Regions from separate parts of the Danio rerio genome. Here region 1 is linked to region 2. Evidence: chromatin contacts called from public Micro-C data. All regions are on one chromosome and are shown on one strand. The core of a region is the stretch at or near the end of the contact, and the rest is flanking DNA. Distances in the headings are between cores, read along the strand shown. Region 1 holds the start of arhgap15 (Rho GTPase activating protein 15). Region 2 holds the start of zeb2a (zinc finger E-box binding homeobox 2a).

Region 1 (3,804 bases), core at 250-2,749, 210 kb before region 2:
TCTCATATCTATAGATAAAACTATTATGTTTAGAAATTTGCTGAAAGAATCTTCTCTCCGTTAAAAGAAATTGGGGAAAGATAAACAGGGAGGCGGGCGAAGCAGTGGCGCAGTAGGTAGTGCTGTCGCCTCACAGCAATAAGGTCGCTGGGTCGCTGGTTCGATCCTCGGCCTAGTTGGCGTTTCTGTGTGGAGTTTGCATGTTCTCCCTGCGTTCATGTGGGTTTCCTCCGGGTGCTCTGGTTTCCCCCCACAGTCCAAAAACATGCGGTACAGGTGAATTGGGTAGGCTAATTTGTCCATAGTGTATGAGTGTGTGTGGATGTTTCCCAGAGATGGGTTGCGGCTGGAAGGGCATCCGCTGCGTAAAAACTTGCTGGATAAGTTGGCGGTTCATTCCTCTGTGGCGACCTTAGAGTAATAAAGGGACTGAGCCGACAAGAAAATGAATTAATGAATAAACAGGGAGGCTAATAATTCTGACTTCAATTGTATATACATTTATTAAATCAAATTTCAGTAACAATTTTCATTTAAAATTTTTTAACTATATAAATACATAATTGCTAGGGTCAGACAGAATATGCAGACATCTTTTGCTATTCCTGTGCAAAATTTTGCAGAGTATTGTAAATAAAAACATAATATAAGAAATTCAAATTAGTTTTTGAATTTTTATTTAAAGTTTACAATATAAAACCAATTATTATGCAAACAAAGCAAGTCTCCCTCATCACATATCTACTAAAATACAGGAAATATTACTTTACAAACTGTATTATAAATAAATCAAATGAACATTTTCACATTAGCCAATAATATTACTAAAACTAATTAAAAAAACTGATTAAATATTACATTTACATTTAATATTACATTTAATAATACATTTACAAACATTTACACAAGTAAATAAATGATGGGCTGAAAATCTGCAGATTTTTGCATGCGCAGATTCAGTGTGGGCCACAAAAAACTAACAACAAATAATATCAAAAAAATTATTTATCATAGTTAATATTACGGTCAATATTTATTAATATATTTTTGGTAACACTATATTTTAAGGTGTACCTTTTATGTTCTGTTTAGTAACTAAAGTAACTCTAATTAATTATGCATAATTACATACAAATAATTCTAAACCTATCCCGCATTATAACCATAAAGAACATGTAATTATTTAATGTTACAGATATTGGTAAATAATTAACTACACTGTAATGACAACAACATAAATAAAATGTCATTGTTATTTTTGCAGTGAATTTTTAAATGAACTGACAATTACAAATGTTAATAATATTAAATGTTCAGAATGGATTGATCGTTGTTATAGTGTTTTTTATGCATTGCATAATGTCAAATAAGACCTCATTATAAAATGTTACCAGAATCCCTGTCATTCAAAACTATGCCTTTATTATTGATGTGTCTGACTCGTGCACCGTTCTCATGCTCAGCCAACGTAAATGTTTTTTTTTTCAGTGTCATAGCGATGCAAAAGCCGCCAGCACTGGTGCTTCCTGGAGCTGTTCAGCTGAGAATCAAGAACTCTCAGAGCAGCACTGGAGAAAGACTCAGCCAGACCAAATCTATGGTCCTGCCAGAGGCCGAAACACTACAGAAACCCGTGAGCATCAGCACAATCACACTCCTTCACAATCTCTGCTCATTCAGGAAATCAGTATGTATGAGTGTGCATGACTACATCTTCACATTCAACACCTAACCGGAAGCTTCCTGTTGCATTGGCTGTTTTAAGAAACACCCAGACAGAGAACAGCAGAGGGCAGAACAGCACTGCATTTATTGCTCTCAGCCTCCCACCGTTTCTATCCAAACATTAAATATCCTCCGCTTCTGTTTCACTTTTTACTGTGATGAAAATTTGGTGTTGTACATTTGCTGTACATTTATGAAAATCAAGGGGAGACACGGGAGGCAAAATACAGTTTTTTTCATGCAGTACTTTTCAATATTGAGATTTTGGGGCTTTTTAGTCTAATTTAATCAGCCTATGTCTGTTTTAATGACAATACATATTAAGCTATTTTCTTAAAAATACTCTTTTTTTCCTCCTTCCTCTTGCATTCATAAATTTTAATGCAGCTTTTACATACATGAAGCATCACAGTTTTATTTATATCTTTGTGAAGGTTTTTACAGAGAGATATGGATAATGGATACCTAATTTGCCTGATTGCATACAAAATATTTATAAAAAAATAAGATATTTTCAATTGTTTATGAATTGTGGAGTGATAAAACAGTAAAAACCCTTCACTCCAGTGTCTAAATTTAAAACTGTAAACCTGACTTCAACAAATAATGAGATTTTTGTGATATAAATGTGTGCAAATTAGTGCATAGTTACAGAAATAATAACTCATCTGCACATTTAAACACAGCATTTTAGAAAACCTTTGAATGTTCTTAATGTACATTTTATGTACAAAACAATTCGTAACATAATCACTAATCTGTAATAATGGTGATACATATTTTAAATACATTTTTTAATATACCTGCAGTGTCTTGCCAAACTGAAAATAAACCTTGCAATAAACAATTTGAGCAGGATTGTGATTGAATTAAATGTATTATTAGATATATTTGGAAATATACTTACTTAACACCACATTCTCTATTTTAGATCAACCGTCACCGGAGGAATCAGTCTCAGCATAACAGTGAAGTTTCTGTTGGGTTGCAGGTATGATCCAGTTGTGTTTTTGGAAATTAGCAATATTAAGATTGTTTTGGACAACACAAATCTAAACTGAAATTATCAAGAAGAAAAAATAACTTATTAATCAAATAAAATGCACAAATTAACCAGTTTGTTTTAATTTATTAATTTATTTTTGTCATTGTGTTTTCGTTTTTGTTACAGCCTGTTTTAAAAGGGGAATATTTGAACAAAGCCAAAATTGCTGAAGGAGGAAAGAAATTACGGTTCGTCTATCTGACTGTCTGTCTGTCTATCTGTATATCTAATAGAGCTGCTTCTGGATATACTGGTGATCACATTGTTTTTTTTTTTTATAATAAAATGCTATACATATGTAATTATACATAAATAAACATGTAATTATACATAATTACATATATGAGTGTGTGTAAAATATGTAGCCTACATGTTTTACCCCCAATAAGTTCTGAAACATGGAATATCTTATACTGGCCTTTTGTCATTTTCTGCTAAATAATTGCTCTAAATGACACCATTTTGTGGTGACTCTGAAGACATTATATGTAGTTTATGAAATAAAATACAAACTAAGTTTTTTTACTACATTACTGGAGCTGCGCATCGATGGATTTGCTCTTAAGTGTTTCAGCAGTAAAATTCAAAGCACACTGAACTGAAGTAAACTGAACTTCAACTCTGAAATCTGGACTAGAACTTCTATGTTTAGAAGCTTTGACACAATCTACATTTTAAAAGTGCTATATAAATAAACTTGAATTGAATTGAATCAAAACACAATAAAAAATCTATAGAACCAATAATAAAATGGTCGCTTAATTTTCTCCAGAGCCGTATTAACTTCAATATTTAAAGCTCAGTATGAATGAACAATTCAATGACTCGCTCTTAAAATCGTGTTTTATTACTGGATGAATCTGAATGAATGAATCAGTTGGGTATATATATTTTAATGGTTGCGTATCGCCACCTATTGGTGTAACGACGTACTTGAAGCAGCCATTTGAAGCACCAAGTTGAGGTGAGTTACTCTATTTTAATTGCTCAAATAGACGTGGGTTTATATCCAAAATACTAACTGTTATTTGAGT
Region 2 (3,817 bases), core at 35-2,534:
ATGAAGTTATCCAGGAGGGTTTGTTTGGAGGGACCGTGAGCGTCCTGCGCGTCGTCTGATCTTTTGAAGTGTGTGTGTGAGTGTGTGTGTGTCTGTGTGTGATCGGACAGCAGCGCGTGAGTGCGCGAACGAAGGGGGACGGACACACCGACACCTTCAAGTCACCATAAAGCATGTGCTGTGCGTATAGAGCATTTCACACAATGCAAAGCAATGAAAGTTTTCTGCAACTTGTGTTTAGTGATGCTTGTGCCTCCTTTCTCTCTTTGCTTTAAGTTTTTATAGGCAGATCTTCCGAGCTACTTCGTGAGTGAGTATGATGGATGTAAATACAGGATTCATAATTTCTTCGCTGTCTGACTTTTACTGAATGACCAAATCTAATTAAGAACATTTACTTTTCTTCGGAATGTATATAAAATCGTTGCTGTTTTGCACATTTATAAAAGACGGTGTTAATTAAGATTGTATTGTAAATGTTCTTATTGCAATTATATTCTTAAAAGTACAAAACATTGCGTTTTGCGTTTGTGCAAATCTGATAAATTCTTGTCATAATTTTTACATTTAAAATCTGAAATATTTAGTTTATCCTAGTGTAAAAAATATGCAACACTGCGAAGACGAATTCTTAAAAATAACAATTGTAATCCAAGCATGATAAGCAAACAAATAAACAAGGCACATTACCCCTCTCGTCACAGTGATGTAAGTCTTGCAGGATTCGTGGATGCTGATGACAAAATTAAACTGTCTTCAAAATTCTTTTTTTATTTATGCATTGAAATCTGTTTGAATGTTTACTGTAAAACTATTAGTCAAGTACCTTGCATCTAAAATAGCCTAAATAAACTGATCAAAAAGATGTTCTTATATTGTTGTCTGTCGGGAATGCATTCGTTTATGAGATCCGCGTAAACATGCACTGATAAATGTAACGAGCAAAATCATCATCATCATCATCCTCATCATCATTCCTGCGTGAAGCTGCCGGTGTGTCAGCATCCGTGAGGCGCGCGCACCTTTCTCACCTGCGCCGGCTGAAGCCAAGTTGATTGCAATCTCACATTCAGGTGGGGATTTAAAAAAGTAAAATAAGGTGTATAAAAAGCATCCACGAGGACTCAAGTACACACGAAACAGGCTCACCTACCCGATTCTATATGAAAATTCCCCAAAGAGCCGGTTAGAGGGGAGGAAAACGCCACAGAGATGTTTGGAGCGCTGAGGAGGACTCTGCTCTATAATGAGGGACCGTTATTCCTGATGGACAGGTTTGGACTGATCTCTGTGAGCCACAACACGGAACAAACCTGAGGACGCACTGACGTGTTCCGCCTCTTCAGATGACATTTCTGCGCTCTCTCTTTTACTTTTGCGCTCCGAGACTCTGACACACACGCCACCTATCTTTACACGGCGGGATAGATGGAGAGACGCCGAAGTCGTCTGATGATGAACCAGATCAGGTGCTGCGCGCGTCTGTCGTTGGACAACTCAGGTGGGACTTTGGAAAGGTGAGGCGGTGGCGCGTTGGACACTCTATCCTGCAATCGGAACAGAGCAAAAAGGTTTGCACCACGAACATCGTCAGGACAGATGCTTTTATGGAAGAGGAGCTGAAAAGATGCACGAGAGGCTGCCGATGCTGCAGTGATCTGACAGGTAGCTCACCTGTGTGTGGTGTGTGCGCGCGCGCAGTTTCACCTGACATTTCATTGTACCTTTTTGTCTTGCGCGGTGATTGATGTCGCATTTCGGTACGCATGTCTCATGTATGATTCACTGTATAAAATAAGGGCTGTTTATGGGATAAACAGTGCAATTAAAAGTGATAGTTCTGAGACTTTATTTTGCGCACTTTAAACCAGAACTGATCGATTCGTCGCAGAAGGCGACCAAGAATCATTTAAACATTTAAGTATAACAACAAATGTAGCTTTTTTTCCTTTCAAACGTTTTTCCTCAACCATCTTCAATGCTTAATCTTTTATTTTAATGAAGCACTGCGGTTTATTAAAGGCGCTCTGATTAGTACAGCGTGAAGAAATTTACCCTCACTAAATTCATGCATTTGTTTTTGCATGGATTATAATTGACCAATAAAATGTCACTGCTGTTTGATGTACTCATTAAAGACCAATTGGATTTGACTAGAGGCGTTTATATTAATCAATACCTTTTATTTAAACAGCATTGCGCGCTTACATGGAAATTCCTCGTGCGCAGGGTGCATATAACAATAATAACAATATTAGCTATATTAATAATAATGATGATAATATTAAAAGTACATTTGTTTTGCAACATTTTATCGTTTTTTTCCTCATAAAACATAAGAACACTAGATATTGCGTAGACTCCTTCCCCTCTTCATGCTTTTTATTTTTATGAATGTGTGTTTGTGCCGCTGCTGAGTGTGGCGTGAAATTGGATCATAGTCGAGAGAATAAAACCCTAACCTAGAAATTTATTTGTGTCGATTAATTTTTTGTATTCTGAGACACTATGACCTATTTTTTTTCTTCTTTTTTTTTTTGGAGAAGTAAACGAAAGAATCGAGTGTAACAAGGACGGTGCTCAGCTAACCGTTCTGTGTGTGCTGTTGTGTCAATTGGCAGCAGAAGTTCTGCTGTATTACTCATTCACTTTGACTGGAATCAGCTCCCCTCGCGAGATTTCTCACTAATACATTCCTAGGATAAAACGGCATATATTCAATTCCTGATTCTCCAACTGCCATTCACAATGATAGAAACCAACGTGACCTCATATTCTTACGTTTCACCCACATATTTCTTTTCCCAAATGATCCCTTTGTCTCATTTATAACAAGATTCCTCTGCTCTCTCGCTCTCTTTCTCAGTCGTTTGCCCTGAATTTAGTTTTGTTAATTTGTTAGGATTTAATTATCACCACTAGTCTGATATTTGTTCTTGGCATCACAGGAAAAAAAGGAGGGGGGTCTTAAAAAATTAATACAAAAAGTCTTCTATTGATCAATCGTGAAATTTTGCTGAAAACTGAGCATTAACCGTGCACCGTTGAACCAGAGAAAACAAATCAAACTATCACAGTATTTACAGAGAGCAAAACATTTCAACACCTCCCGTTGCATCATCAGTCTGTGGGAGTTTATTGCTTTCAGAAAACAAGAGAGCAGAGAATTAAATCCTTCCTTCATTGTACACAGCATCACCAACAGGACATTTGACATGACATCAAATAACACTATCTCAGCATAGAGAAAAAAAGACAACAGAGTCAGCACTGAAGAACTAGTTAGGCCCTTTTACAGCACAAAAACCCAGCACATAGGCTGCTGACAAAATACCTGTGGGCGAGAGATGAAAAGAAGGAAGTTTTGCCACATCATACAGCACCATTTGCCCCTTACAGACCTGACTGACACAGTTTAGTCTAGGCGAAAAGAGTTCAAATTCAGCAAATTCGTGGAAATATAAAAGAGAACTGAGAGAATGAGTCAACAAAAACCTGAGGAAAGGTTTACCATACTGTGACCATGTGAGTTTCTAGTCACCTCCCCGGCAAACCAACACACACACACACACACACACATTATTGCCTAAGTGCATCTTGCAACACTGCAAGACACACAATCTGTGTATTAACTGCCCATCAAAGTAAAAAACAAAAAAATGTCCCCATTTTATTAGCATTCCCTGTGTGTTGCAAACAATCACTTGGGAATATTAAACTTACACTTATTCTTTCATGACACCTTCTGTATGATGCCTATGATTGCTCCATCACGCTGCACCCCTTCAATGTCATCTGTTTCTACGAATACTGCATA

What was found. A called contact is a pair of places that touch in the nucleus more often than the background predicts.
Region 1: a contact with region 2 is called in a Micro-C map of caudal fin, with 8 times the contacts expected there. The contact joins the promoter of arhgap15 here to the promoter of zeb2a in region 2. A contact is called at or near these places in 2 of 18 Hi-C or Micro-C datasets (caudal fin and hematopoietic stem cells) and 1 of 4 datasets of contacts at active chromatin or transcription factors (caudal fin).

What each region holds. Positions count from the first base shown.
Region 1 is chr9:27,615,166-27,618,969 of GRCz12tu, reverse strand. arhgap15 (Rho GTPase activating protein 15) reads left to right here and starts at 1,499. Exons shown (of 13, transcript NM_001128555.1): 1 at 1,499-1,633; 2 at 2,657-2,716; 3 at 2,897-2,958. The coding sequence starts at 1,499.
Region 2 is chr9:27,400,563-27,404,379 of GRCz12tu, reverse strand. zeb2a (zinc finger E-box binding homeobox 2a) reads right to left here and starts at 1,284. Exons shown (of 10, transcript NM_001135104.2): 1 at 1,154-1,284. It overlaps LOC141376135 (a long non-coding RNA gene), which reads left to right and starts at 199. Exons shown (of 3, transcript XR_012385403.1): 1 at 199-1,665.